Linked DNA regions of Monodelphis domestica: region 2 is linked to region 1. Evidence: chromatin contacts called from public Hi-C data. All regions are on one chromosome and are shown on one strand. Each heading gives the region's core, a stretch centred on a gene start, on an enhancer-like site or on the middle of the called end of the contact. The rest is flanking DNA. Distances are from core to core; before and after follow the strand shown. Region 1 overlaps GRTP1 (growth hormone regulated TBC protein 1). Region 2 has its middle 38 kb from the start of GRTP1.

What was found. A called contact is a pair of places that touch in the nucleus more often than the background predicts.
Region 2: a contact with region 1 is called in a Hi-C map of spleen and liver, with 11 times the contacts expected there. The contact joins two enhancer-like sites. A contact is called at or near these places in 2 of 2 Hi-C or Micro-C datasets (limb and spleen and liver).

Annotation. Positions count from the first base shown.
Region 1 is chr8:185,673,986-185,677,151 of mMonDom1.pri, forward strand. It overlaps GRTP1 (growth hormone regulated TBC protein 1), which reads right to left. Exons shown (of 8, transcript XM_056807436.1): 6 at 780-952; 7 at 472-657. Among named protein-coding and RNA genes, the nearest start is that of LAMP1, 51 kb to the left of the region's middle. Within about 2 kb of position 1,581, at least 1 of the 2 cell types and tissues checked has open chromatin away from gene starts, as enhancers often do.
Region 2 is chr8:185,764,152-185,767,317 of mMonDom1.pri, forward strand. No RefSeq gene overlaps it. Among named protein-coding and RNA genes, the nearest start is that of GRTP1, 38 kb to the left of the region's middle. Within about 2 kb of position 1,495, at least 1 of the 2 cell types and tissues checked has open chromatin away from gene starts, as enhancers often do.

The sequences.
Region 1 (3,166 bases), core at 331-2,830:
ATTATGGCTGGTAATTGAGTTACTCAGAGTTGCTGTTTGTCTTTATAATGCAATCATATGATATAATATAATTATATGATAACATAATATGATAATTTTCATATACGTCACCAGTTTTATCTAAAGCCCTCAAAGCCATGCTGATGAGCAGTAAATTAGCCAAGCAGCAGAATGAGGAGAAGCAAAGTTCTACATATCTCATCATTTAGACAGTGGGTGGTCCCTGAATTTATAAAACATTGATCAACACAAGTGTAGAGTAATTTACAATATCATTTTTAGCAGCTGAGGGGGCAGCAAACTTTTAAATATATAAAAACCATTCTTTCACTTGTGAGCCAAATAAAAACAGGCTGGTGGGCTGCATTTGACCTGTGAACTGTAGGCAAACCCATTTCTGGTCTATTGCAAAGGATATCTACCTTTTCCTTTTAGGTCAAGCAGGAAACAAACAAACAAACAAAAGCTTACCTGCATGAATGTATGACATTCTGTGACAAATGTCCCTTTTGTGACCTGCTTAAATTGTTCACATATATCTGGGAAATTAGTGGCTTCCAAAATAGAGGCTTGGTGTTGCTTAATTAATGTTAAGGCCACACGAAAGATAATTTTTGAACCCTCATAGAATAAACAATCCCAAATTCGGAGTACCGTCTGTAGAAAAACAAAATTGGAAAAGCATACTACTTACTTGCATGCCAAAAGATTTATGTACACATTTGAAGGTTTAAAAAGTGCGAAGGGAATGTCATAGAGAAATGTACTTAAGTCCTTACCTCCACTGGGAGTATATCAATAAATAAACAGATAAACCAACGGGAGACTACTAAGGTCCACATGACATTATGGCGATCCATTAAATTTGCCACAGCTGGAATCTTCATCTTCACAAGCTCACCAAGAACTTCCTGATCTGTTTTCAGACCCATCATTGCAGGACTATAGTAATCTTTTATGGAGAGAATATAAGGATAGAAAAATAATAACAACATGTCATTAAATCTCATATATTCTTTTTTTTAAAAAACCTTTACCTTCCATCTTAGAATCAATACTATGCTTTAGTTCCAAGACAGAAGAATGGTAAGGGGGAGGGGGGGGAAGTGACTTGCCCAGGGTCACACAACTAGGAAATATCTGACATATTCTTTTTTTAAAAGCCATCCACTTTATCATAAAAATCACAGGATTAGAGAGTTGAAAGGCAACTTACAAAACCAGTTCATACAACTCCCTCTCCTTCACAGATGAGAAAGCTAAAGCTTGGAAAAATTAAAGTACCTTGACCATGGCAGAGCTGGGATTAAAACCCAGACTTGGTGTCCAGTGCCCTTTGGGATCACCATGGCTGCCATTTTCCTCTGCTAACTTTAATGCATCCCCCTTGTTCATTTAATTAAAAAAAAAAACTAGCACCCTGAGGCACACAATCAAAATGAAGAAGATAAAATTAAAGGAAGAAATGTATGAAGGACTCTTATTTCACTCTCCACAAAAATCTAACTCGCTCATGGGCTTGAAGCCAAATAACAACTTTAATAAATACTTCTTGAAACGACCACTGTGGGGAGCACGGGCGCTTCAAAAGAAAGCATGCTCTCAGCCATTCACCCACTGCCCTGTCCTGTTTATCCCATACCTACTAGCTGCAGCTGCTGTTTCCTTTCTTCTTAATAGAAGGGCTGGAAACAGGCATGAATTTTCTGAACAATGGGCAATTCATTCTAGCTGTAAATTTGGGGGAATCAGCAACTTGCTTTCACCAGAGCAAGCAGGCAATTTACTAGGGCAGTTTTCAGAGGGAGCTTCCGGGGGAGCCTCCAAAACACTGCAACCCAACTTAAAATCCAGGAGGTAGAGATACTAAGGAAATGACTTTGGTGACTGGTCTGAAGCATTAGTACTTTGCTTGTGTTCCTATCTAAGGTGGTCACTGGTTACATGGGCTACCCTGAAAGGTGATCTCTCCCTACTAGAGGAGAAAACAAAAGTGTTTTAGAATATCTCTATCTTTTCGTTTGATAGAGAAGATGGAGAGTTTCTAGAGAGGATGAAAGAAATGTTAGAAAGAACACAGGAAATCAAAAGATTACAAAGAATTGAATCCAGGACCTCTCATCTCTGGGCTTGGCTCTCTTAGCCACCGATCTTTCCCCTCCCATATATTATTTTTTTTTAAACTCCTACCAAGTGGTAAGTGAGTAGAAGAACATGACAGAAGAGTAGAAAGCTCCAGTACTAGAGAAACAGATTATAGGTCCTTCCCAAAGAGGATGAATTTAGACCTGAAGAAATAGCATTCTATTTTCCAAAGACAAGAAAGAAAAGATTCCCAGCAAGGAAGCTCTGGCTGTTGAGAATCGATTATTAAATTCTTGAGTGTCTGCAATCACACCTTGGAAATAAGCAAAAACTACAAATGAGGGTTTGACACCTCATTCGGTTGATTGTTTCGACTTAAGAAAGTGATGGAGAAAATGTTAATAACATAGACTAAACTCAAAGGCTGGTCCTATGCAAATTCCAGAGAGTAACCAAGAAGACACCGCCATTTTACAGATGAGGAAACTAAACATTTTGAGTGGGGACGCAGGCAAGTATGTTAGAGGTGGGACTTGAGCCCATCAAACCAACTGATCTGATGTCCAGTTTGCTTTCTATCTCAGCACACTAGATCGTTTTAAAATGATATATTCTCAACTGAGCCCTCATCAAGGCAAGACAATTCTTTTGTACCTCTCTAAAGGATTTACTACTCCACCTACCACTGGGTCTTTCCAAAACCTTTTTGACCCTTCTTGAACCATCCCACGGCTTCCCTCTCAGGTGAGAACCTTGCCTTATATTTCAGTGAAAAAACTGAGGCTATTAGCCAAGAACTCTCTCATCCTCTCCTCTTCTCACATCACTCCGATGTTTTCTGCTGCTGTCTCTTGTCTTGAATGAAAAAGTGGACCAGTTCCTTGTCAAGGCTAGTCCTATTTGCACAAGCAATCCCATTCCCCTCCAACTTTTCCAGCAGTGTTCCTTCTACTACCTTTACTATCTTAACTCTTCTTTTTTTAAAAAATATTATTAATTTATATCTCTCTATTTCCCCCCTCTCCCTCCCCCATTAGACTGTAAGTTCCTTGGTGGCAGGGGCTGTTTTTTTGCCTTTTTC
Region 2 (3,166 bases), core at 245-2,744, 90 kb after region 1:
TAAAACCTGCAAAGAGAATGTTTCTATGGTGAACACAAAGGAAATTGGCAAGAAAAACTAAATTCCTACTTTGCATTGCAAAGTGGCTTTTAATAGGTTATTTTGCTTGGCTGAATGAGCATGCACACAGGCTTACTTGTCTTAAGGGTGAATTCACCTGGGATATGAAGGCTAGGTGTTGTTGTTCAGTCACTTTCAGTTGTGTCAGACTCTTCATGACCCCATTTTTGGATTTTCTTGGTAAAGATATTGGAGTGGTTTGCCATTTCCTTCTCCAGATCATTTTAGAGATGAGGAAACTGAGGCAGACAGGATTAAGTGACTGGCCCAGGGTCACACAGCTAGTGTCTGAGATTGGAATTGAACTGAGGTCTTCTTGATTCCACTGAAATCCAATCTACTAGTGAGGAAATAAAGTTCATAAATCTCACAGAATGAATATCAAAGCCCATCATTATTGTGAAAATAATGACTTATACTGCTAATATGTTCTATAGTGCTCTAAAGAATATGAACTACTTTCCTCTCACAAACCCTGTGAGGCAGAAGATATACATTATTACCCTAAATTCTTTTTTTAACTCTTACTTTCTGTCCTATGAACAACTCTAAGAGAGAAAAGCAAAGACTAGGCAAATGGGGTTAAGTAACTTTCCCAGAATGACACAGCTAGGATTTGTCTGTGGCCACATTTGTTTCAGATCCTTCCAGCTCCAGACTTGATGCTCTATCCACTGAGCCACCTAGCTGTCCCCTATCCTAATTTCTTTCCTTCCTTCCTTCCTTCCTTCCTTCCTTCCTTCCTTCCTTCCTTCCTTCCTTCCTTCCTTCCTTCCTTCCTTCCTTCCTTCCTTCCTTCCTTCCTTCCTTCCTTCCTTCCTTCCTTCCTTCCTTCCTTCCTTCCTTCCTTCTTCTTTCTTTCTTTCTTTCTTTCTTTCTTTCTTTTCTTTCTTTCTTTCTTTCTTTCTTTCTTTCTTCTCTTCCTTCCTTCCTTCCTTCCTTCCTTCCTTCCTTCCTTCCTTCCTTTCCTTCCTTCCTTCCTTTCTTTCTTTCTTTCTTTCTTTCTTTCTTTCTTTCTTTCTTTCTTTCTTTCTTTCTTTCTTTCTTTCTTTCTTCTTTCTTTCTTTCTTTCTTTCTTTTTTCTTCTTTCTTTCTTCTTTTCTTTCTTTCTTTCTTTCTTCTTCTTTCTTCTTTCTTTCTTCCTTCCTTCCTTCCTCTTCCTTCCTTCCTTCCTTCCTTCCTTTCTTTCTTTTCTTTCTTTCCCCCCATGTATTTTCAGTGTTCTCCTCTGTGTTTATTTTGCTTCATATAAGAAAGACCAAGTTAACTTAGGTGAAATAAATCACATTAGGCCCTGGGAATAGCGTGATGAATCACAACATCCCGTGCCACTTCCATTGTCATCATTGCTCTCACTACCAGTAATCGCCCTGCAGAAGGGACTTTCTACTGTTTTGAAAAAAAAAAATGTCCTGACCCAGCTAATTTCACAGCAACACGTGGCCTAGTGTTTAGCTGCCTGAGAAGAATAACACTGGTCACATTCAAGTATGAGTCAGCGAGTATTTTTAGCAGTGAGAGTTAACAGATTTTTTTCTCACTCCTTCCAGTACCTGGTATGTGGACATCCCCTTATACACAACAGGCTAGTTCCATGGCCAAAGTGATCTTTTCCTGGTTTATTTGTTTTTTATTTCAACACAGGTTTCCTTTTAGCAAATATCTTCTGTCATTTCTTTGGAATAGATGAGTTACAAAAGTCCAAGAACATTCCTACGTCCAGAAAATAGCCACAATGCACCTGTCCAGGCACAGATGTTATGATTTATCATAGTGGCTATTTATGCAACAAATAAAACTGGCTTTTTATTCGGAGGGAGTTTTGGATCCCTTCCAAAGCCCGGCTTGGACCCCCCAGGACTTGGACCCCCCAGAACTGAGAAGTGCCACCAATGGAAGAACATTAGTGATAGAGAAACAGGGTTCTTGTTGGTTTTCAGTCATCCAGAATGACCTGAAGAAGGCAGATCCGGCGATCCAAACAGCTGCTGAAAAGTCACTGGCCTTTAGAATGTCAGAATTTGTAGCTTAGGCAATAAATAATTAAAGGAGAACTTGGGAGGCTGCAAGTGTACCAGAGTTATTTTTAGAGGCTCTCTGGCATTTATCAACAACAGCCCCGCAGGCACCCTAGGCATGGACAGAGACAGCCAGGCTCTGTGTGCCAGGGGCACACGGGGAGTTATAGCTGCTTATAGCAAACAGTTGCTTGTCTAAAAAAAAAAAGATTAACTGATTAGTTTCATTGCGTCTTTCTCTCCTGGCAATTCAAACTGACTCCATCCTTCAAAGCACAGCCCAAGTTCCAACCTTCCCCCATTCCTGCAACCCCCAACAGCTCTTTGTGGGCAATGCCTTCTTTCTTTGGTGTCGCCCAGGAGCTCACACGGTGCCAGGCAGATAATGGGTATTTTATAAGATCTCGGGAAGCAGAGGAATCTGTGAGCAACAAAAATGATTTGGGATTAGGTGTTTCTATTGTAATGGGAGTTACATCCCTTTGGTGAAATTTTTAAGGACTTGGATGCTTTGGGATGATGAAGAATCTTTCAGTTAGTATCTTACCTGCAATGAGTGTGAGTGGGGATGGACTAGCCTTGAAGTTACTCATTCCTTGACTCTTATGAGGCAGTAGCTTTTTTCTTTCATTAGATTTCCTGTGACTGGGTGAAGGAGGATGGTGCTCTTTCCTCCACAGCCTATGGTACTAAGTTGAACCTGAGTCTTAGAGTCCTTGCCTTCCTTTTTTCTTTTTTAATTTTAAGGGCAGCTGGGTGGCACAGTGGAAAGAGTATGAGCCCTAGGGTCAAGAAGACTCATCTTTCTGAGTTCAAATCTGGCCTCAGTCACTTACTAGCTGTATGATGCTGGGCAAGTCACTTAACCATATTTGCCTCAGTTTCCTCATCTGTAAAATGAGCTGGAGAAGGAAATGGTAAACAACTTCAGTATCTTTGCCAAGAAAACCCCAAGTAGGGAATAAAGAATTGGACACTCCTGAACAACAAAATTCCTTTTTTACATTTTGGGTTTCATTCCCTGAATGTTAGTGACCCAACAAGGGTCCCAAGGTGAATATACCAGCCTTAGGGGTAGTTGTGTAAAT